Regions from separate parts of the Mus musculus genome. Here region 1 is linked to region 2. A link is a contact called in public Hi-C data. All regions are on one chromosome and are shown on one strand. The core of a region is the stretch at or near the end of the contact, and the rest is flanking DNA. Distances in the headings are between cores, read along the strand shown. Region 1 overlaps Clpb (ClpB caseinolytic peptidase B). Region 2 overlaps Clpb (ClpB caseinolytic peptidase B).

Region 1 (2,992 bases), core at 137-2,636, 73 kb after region 2:
GCAAACAGGCTTGGAGTTTCCTCCTTTATCCCTGTGTTCAGGCCCATGAGGTGTCTGACTGAGTATCCCTCCTAACCAGCCCTTTCAGAGAACCCCAGCTAGTTAGTTAGAGAAGATCCAGATTCAGCCCAGGAGAGAATCAGCCATTTCCCCGAGCTCTTCTTAGGGAGCAACTCCTGGCAGCACAGGTGGCTGCTCTGTCCTTGAGCTTGCACTGTTTCCATCTGCTTCTAAAAGGTGAGGAAGAAGGCAGGCATGGGGTGGCCCAGGCTCAGCCTGCTCCTACCTATCACTTATGTTAGTTCTTCTCCCCACCACTTTGGGCCTGCCACCTCTCCAGATTGTCAGCCCTGTGATCTGTCATCAGTCCTGTGGCTGCTTTGAAGCCCAACAGCATAACATTTGGGAGCTTGCCTCCTCCAGATTGGCAGGCAATCCCTAGGACTGTTGACTCCTTCTCCATTAAGTTTGTTTCCAGGCCTTGTCCTCTGACATATATCCTTCTTACTGTCCTGTGACACTCTGGGGACCAGACCAGACCAGACACACTGTTCCATTTGCAGACAGACCCTGACATTGCACAGTGCTCTGTCCTCTTCCTGCTCCTAACCACTGTGTTTCCATTAGTGCCACCCAAATTGGCACTCTCTTCTTTAAAGCGGCTGTATGGGGCTGGGGGGGCTGGTTGGTTGGTTTGGGGTTGTTTGTTTGCTTGTTTTGTGTTTTGTAAAAGTAAGTTTTGGGAAAGAAGCAACTCTTACATACTATCTACCAACTATGTAACTTAACAAGTCTCTGTCTGTTGCCTCTTGCCTGTCCCAGATGATGGAGTTACAAATACTTTCCCTTCAGTGTTTCTGTGGGTCTTAAATACATTGTTAGTGACTTCTAGTTATACCTAGTATCCAGGGTGTCCAATGTGTGACTCTTCTCATGATTCTGCCTCATCCACTCCGTAGCTGAGACTGGATATCTTCACCTTCATGCATAGCCCTTGACCACTTACTTTGTAAAGAAGAGCCTCAAGAAAGCTAGTACAAATCTGCCCTCCCCTCACCCCAAGCCCTCCAGAAGCCATAGAGGAGATAGAGCCCAGGCTGTACACTGCCCTTGATGGGCTTCCAGAAAATGCTCTTGGCTCTGTTCTACTTCTTAAACCACACATCAGAACAGACCTTGGTTTCCCCAAATGGGAAAGAGCACACCTCTTACACCTCCCTAGGTATCAGGGTATCATTCTCTACTAGTTTTCCAGGTGAGGAGAGGGGTGACCAGCGAGAGTTAACGTCCCTCTCAGATTCTCCTTCACCAGTCCCCCACCCCCCTCACCTCCATTCACCATCCACCCGCCTTTTGGTTTCCCTGGCAACGCTGAGTGCTCATCCTGGAAAACTTTATCCGAAATCTGCTCTGGGCAGCTTTCCAAATCCATGCTAACCTGATTAGGTGTCTCTAGGGGCCTTGCCAGCTAATCAGATTAGGCAGCACTAATGGTAGTGAGGACTTTGAGTGGGCGCAGAGCAGTAAAACATATTGTATACTTAGTGATAATTATCCTGCCTTTTGTGTCATTGATTTATCTGTCTCCCTCCCCATCCCATGTTGTGTGTTTGGCTGTAGCGATCCGGAGGAAGGAGAACGGCTGGTACGATGAGGAGCACCCTCTAGTCTTCCTCTTCTTGGGATCGTCTGGAATAGGTAATCATGGGCAGATCAGCCACTGGGGAAGCAGAGCTGGAGAAGCCTCTGGCCTGATCTGACAGCTCCAGGAACAGCTGCCCTAGATCACAGAGTCACTAAGAAATTAGACCTTAGCTTCTTAGTCATGTCCCATGTTACCCCTGTGCATCCCATAGGCTCACCTCTGGGAAAGAGCCACCTTCACTGGCTGGCACACCAGCTATACTCAGGCAGCCTACCTTCAGTAGACTTGGGGAACTCCTGTGCACGGGGCAGTAAGGGGCACGGATACCCTTCTACTCGGTCGGGCTATATCAGCTGAGGTGTCCTCTGCCTTCCTCCACCCCTACCTCCTTCCATGGTCTTGATAGGTCTTTCATGATATAGCCACTACCTTTTTACCTCCCGGCGCCTTTATGGACCTGACAAAGAAGCTCTGTGTACCACATAGTAGCTTTACCATCATTCCAGATGGCCCTTCCAACAAACTACCACTTTGGGGTTGTTCTCTTTGTCACAAGATCTGTGGAACCAGTGGCAAGTCCTCTGTCTTTTAGCCTTTTCCTGGCCTGAGGTTCCAGAGCTGTGAAGTGTTTAAGAGGGATGTAGGGAATGAGGCAGGAAGTGGAGGCACTCCTAGAAGAGATGAAGTTTGTGCTAAATTTCAAAGGATTAGTTGGGTTACGAGTCCTACTGCCTGCCTCCACTCCTAGAGTGCTGCTTCAGAGAAAGCCCTTGGCTTCATCACAGGGAAACTGGAAGTGCACTGGTTGTTGTTTCATTTTCACCTTAGAAAAGTTTCTGGACCTCAGCTTCCTATCCATAAAGGGAGTGCTCATCAGTGTCCATACATCCCAGTGTTGTTTTTAACTGTTTTGAGACAAGGTCTCTTTACATAGCCCTGACTGTTATGGAACTCACCATGTAAATCCTCCTGCCTCTGCCTCCCAGTTGCTGGGATCAAAGATGGGCACCACCATAGCTGTCCCTAGTGTCCTTTTACTCCACAGATTGTCAACTGGACTGACCCAACTCATCTACCTTATTCCTAGGGAAAACCGAGCTGGCCAAGCAGACAGCAAAGTATATGCACAAAGATGCCAAAAAGGTAAGGAATTAGGACCAGGGTCTAGTCTGTAAGCCACTCATGCTTGTCCTGAAACCTAAGCAGCAGACGATCAGAAAGCTGGACCCTGGCCCCAGAAGCAGACCTCTGCTCTAGCCAGAGATTGCTCTAAGAACTAACTTTTTCATGCCTCAGTTTCTTCAGCTGTGAAATAGCAATGATCATCTTTAGCCTGCCTGAGTCAGG
Region 2 (2,998 bases), core at 314-2,813:
AGATTAAATGATGTGCAAAGGCATACTGATAGGTTATGTGGAAGGACATTATCTCGCTGAGTTATAGTAATGGTTAAATCGGTGCTGGTAAGAATTAATGGGGCCAGAGGTATAGCTCAGGGTTATAGTGTTTGTATGTCACGTATAGTCTTGGATTCAGTTCCCAGGGCTGCAAAAAGAATTTATGTGTGTGCATGTATGTGTAAGTGAAGACTAGAGATGAACATTGGGTCTCTTCCTCTGTGGCTATAAACATTGTTTTTTGAGACACAGTTTCTCACTGAACCTGGAGGTCACCATTTAGCTATACTGACTGGAAGTGAGCATTAGGAATTTGCTCACCTCCAGTGCTGAGTGCAGGCACTGCTTCCTCACTGGACTCTGTGAGTGCGAAGGCATGAACTCAAGTCTTCTGCTTGCACAGCAGGCTCTTTTCTGACTGACTGAGCCATCTTCCCAACCCAAGAATTCTTATTTATTTTTAAGATATTTGCTTGTTTGAGACAAGGTCTCTGTATAGCCTTGGCCATGTTGGAATTTGCTCTGTAGACCAAGTTGGCCTCTAACTCACAGAGATCTGCCTGCCTCTGCCTTCCAAGTGCCAGGATTAAGGGCGTGTGCCACCACTGCCTGACTGTAAAAGCTTGTGTGTGTGTGTGTGTGTGTGTGTGTGTGTGTGTGTGGTATTTTGTCTACATGTATACCTAGTGCCCACAAAGGCCAGAGGGTGTCAGATCTCCTAGAAGTTGAATTACAGGCTATGATTGTTTGTATAAGTACGGCTCCCACAAGTTCATACATTTGAATAGTTGGTTTCCCATTGGTGGAACTATTTGGGAAGGAGAGGAGATGTGTCATTGGGGGTGGGCTTTGAGGTTTTAAAAGACTCAAGCGTTTTCCGGTGTGTCTCTCTGCCCATCCCTCAGCTGTTCCTGCTGCCGTGCTTGCTTTTCACCCTGCCATGATGAATTTTAGCCCTCTGAAACCATAAGCCCAGTTAGACACTTTCTTTGATAATTTGCCTAAGTCATGGTGTCTTAGCAGTAGAAAAGTCACTAGTACACAGATAGTGGTGAGCCACCATATAGGAGCCAGGAGGGCCTGGAAGAGGAGCCAGTACTCTTCTTAACCATTGTGTCATTCTTCCAGCCCCCTAAGAATTATTGTTAATTTTTAAAAAATTAGCCGCAAGTTGTGGTGCATGCCTTTTAATCCTAGCACTTGGGAGGCAGAAGCAGGTGGCTTTGTGAGTTTGAGGCCAGCCTGGTCTACAATTTGAGTTCCAGGATAGAGCTCTTTGCAGAGAAATCCTGTCTCAGAAAAAACAAAAACAAAAAATAAATAGGAGAACTTGAGAAATGACTCAGTAGTTAATGAGGCATCTATACTCATGTGCATACACACCAATACAAACACACAGATAAACACCAACACACATCAACACACATGCGGGGTGAATGTATAGGTCAGCAGTTAGAACCAAACCCTGTGAAATCCAGGTAATACTAAAGTGCTGACTAAACCTGTCTCAAGTGCCCGGTCGTACTCTGATGGCTCATTTGCCTAGAGAGCCTAGTTTAGACTCATGCTATACTCAGAAGCTATGACAATAAGGTTTGGTGACCATATATTATGAGCCACAGCCTGGAGGTCATAGAGTCATCTTTAGAACTAGTCAAGGACTGTCCTGGAAAGGCTAAGGTGGGTGATCTTGATTCCTCGATTCTCACCTTTCTATGCCCTGCTTTCCTTGAACACCTAGATGTGTCACCCATCTTGGCACATTGTCTCTTGTTCCTGCTAGCCCCTGTAACCTGCTCTGCTTTAACTGCGATCTGAAGATAACAACTGTCTTCAGTAACCTAGTAAGGATCTGAGACTAGGAGATAGTACAGCAGCTAGTCCAGATGGTGGTGGCGCACACCTTTAATCCCAGCACTTGAGAGTTACAGGCAGGTGAACCTCTGAGTTCAAGGCCAGTCTACAGAGATAGTACAAACTTATGCCTGAAATAGATGAGAGCCATTGAGGCTTGAGGAATACATCCTTGGTTTAGACTCAATCTGACCCGTTTTTACAAATCTTGGCTTATTTAGTGTATACTTTTGATTCTTGCTGTGCCTCTGTTTACTCTTTAACAACATCTACTGTCCTTTGCAAGTTGCATAAAGATCTGAAATAGTGATTCTGTGAGATATCTAGTCCACTGGAGCTTATTATAATGGGTGGTTACTGGTTTCATAGTAACTATGCAGAAACTTATTATTGTGAGAGACTGGAACACATTTTTCACGGGTACCTTACTTACTACCTTTTAATTTGTTTGTAAAAATTAAAAAGCCTTGTAGTTTTACAAAGAAAATTCTCTTTCCCTGACCTTTGCCTCCCCAGTTCATGCACAATGCTGCAGAGCCTCTAGAGTTGGCTCCATCAATGCCTCTGACCAGGCTGCCTAGCCTCATGAGCAGTCAGTAGACTGTCCAGCCAAGCTCCCAAACTGACTTCTTGACTTCTTCATTGAGGTGTGAACTGGATTGAAAACAGGTCACTCTTTGCCCTCTCCTGCTTTTGACACTTATCACAGTGGCCCTGTGTATGCTTCAGATGTGGGATGTGGAGAGGAGGGAGACATGGGGTGTCCTGTGACGCTTACCATTGTTTGGGGAAGGTCTGGATCTTGGGATCACTGCCTTCTTTAGTTCATCAACTCCAGCTACTCAGCAGCCGTCTTGCACACATCTGGTCCAGCGCTGGCCTCAGCTCACACCAGTCTTCCCTTCTCTCCCCACTCCAGTGCAGCCTCTAAAAGCAGAAAGCAAGCTTTAAGAGCGTAAGTGCTCTCCCTCACTGAAGCCTAACAGCAACAGCTCACTTGGGGTCAGAGTGAGCCAACTTTCGACAAGCACTCCCACTTCTAATCTAATTACTGCTCGATCAACAAATTCATTAGCTGTGGCTCCAAAGGGAATTCCCTGAATCCCAGGAACTGCCAGTTGGG

The links. A called contact is a pair of places that touch in the nucleus more often than the background predicts.
Region 1: a contact with region 2 is called in a Hi-C map of the N1E-115 cell line, with 4 times the contacts expected there. The contact joins two enhancer-like sites. A contact is called at or near these places in 8 of 484 Hi-C or Micro-C datasets (the C10 cell line, LSK cells, the N1E-115 cell line and 5 more), 1 of 115 datasets of contacts at active chromatin or transcription factors (embryonic stem cells) and 2 of 9 other capture datasets (adipose tissue and liver).

Annotation. Positions count from the first base shown.
Region 1 is chr7:101,771,460-101,774,451 of GRCm38.p6, forward strand. It overlaps Clpb (ClpB caseinolytic peptidase B), which reads left to right. Exons shown (of 16, transcript NM_009191.4): 8 at 1,621-1,698; 9 at 2,733-2,788. Among named protein-coding and RNA genes, the nearest start is that of Phox2a, 45 kb to the right of the region's middle. Within about 2 kb of position 1,387, at least 10 of the 459 cell types and tissues checked have an H3K27ac peak or open chromatin away from gene starts, as enhancers often do. A contact at or near this core is called in the N1E-115 cell line, where this site is marked.
Region 2 is chr7:101,697,893-101,700,890 of GRCm38.p6, forward strand. All of the region lies in intron 3 of Clpb (ClpB caseinolytic peptidase B), which reads left to right. Among named protein-coding and RNA genes, the nearest start is that of Clpb, 36 kb to the left of the region's middle. Within about 2 kb of position 1,564, at least 1 of the 459 cell types and tissues checked has an H3K27ac peak or open chromatin away from gene starts, as enhancers often do. A contact at or near this core is called in the N1E-115 cell line, where this site is marked.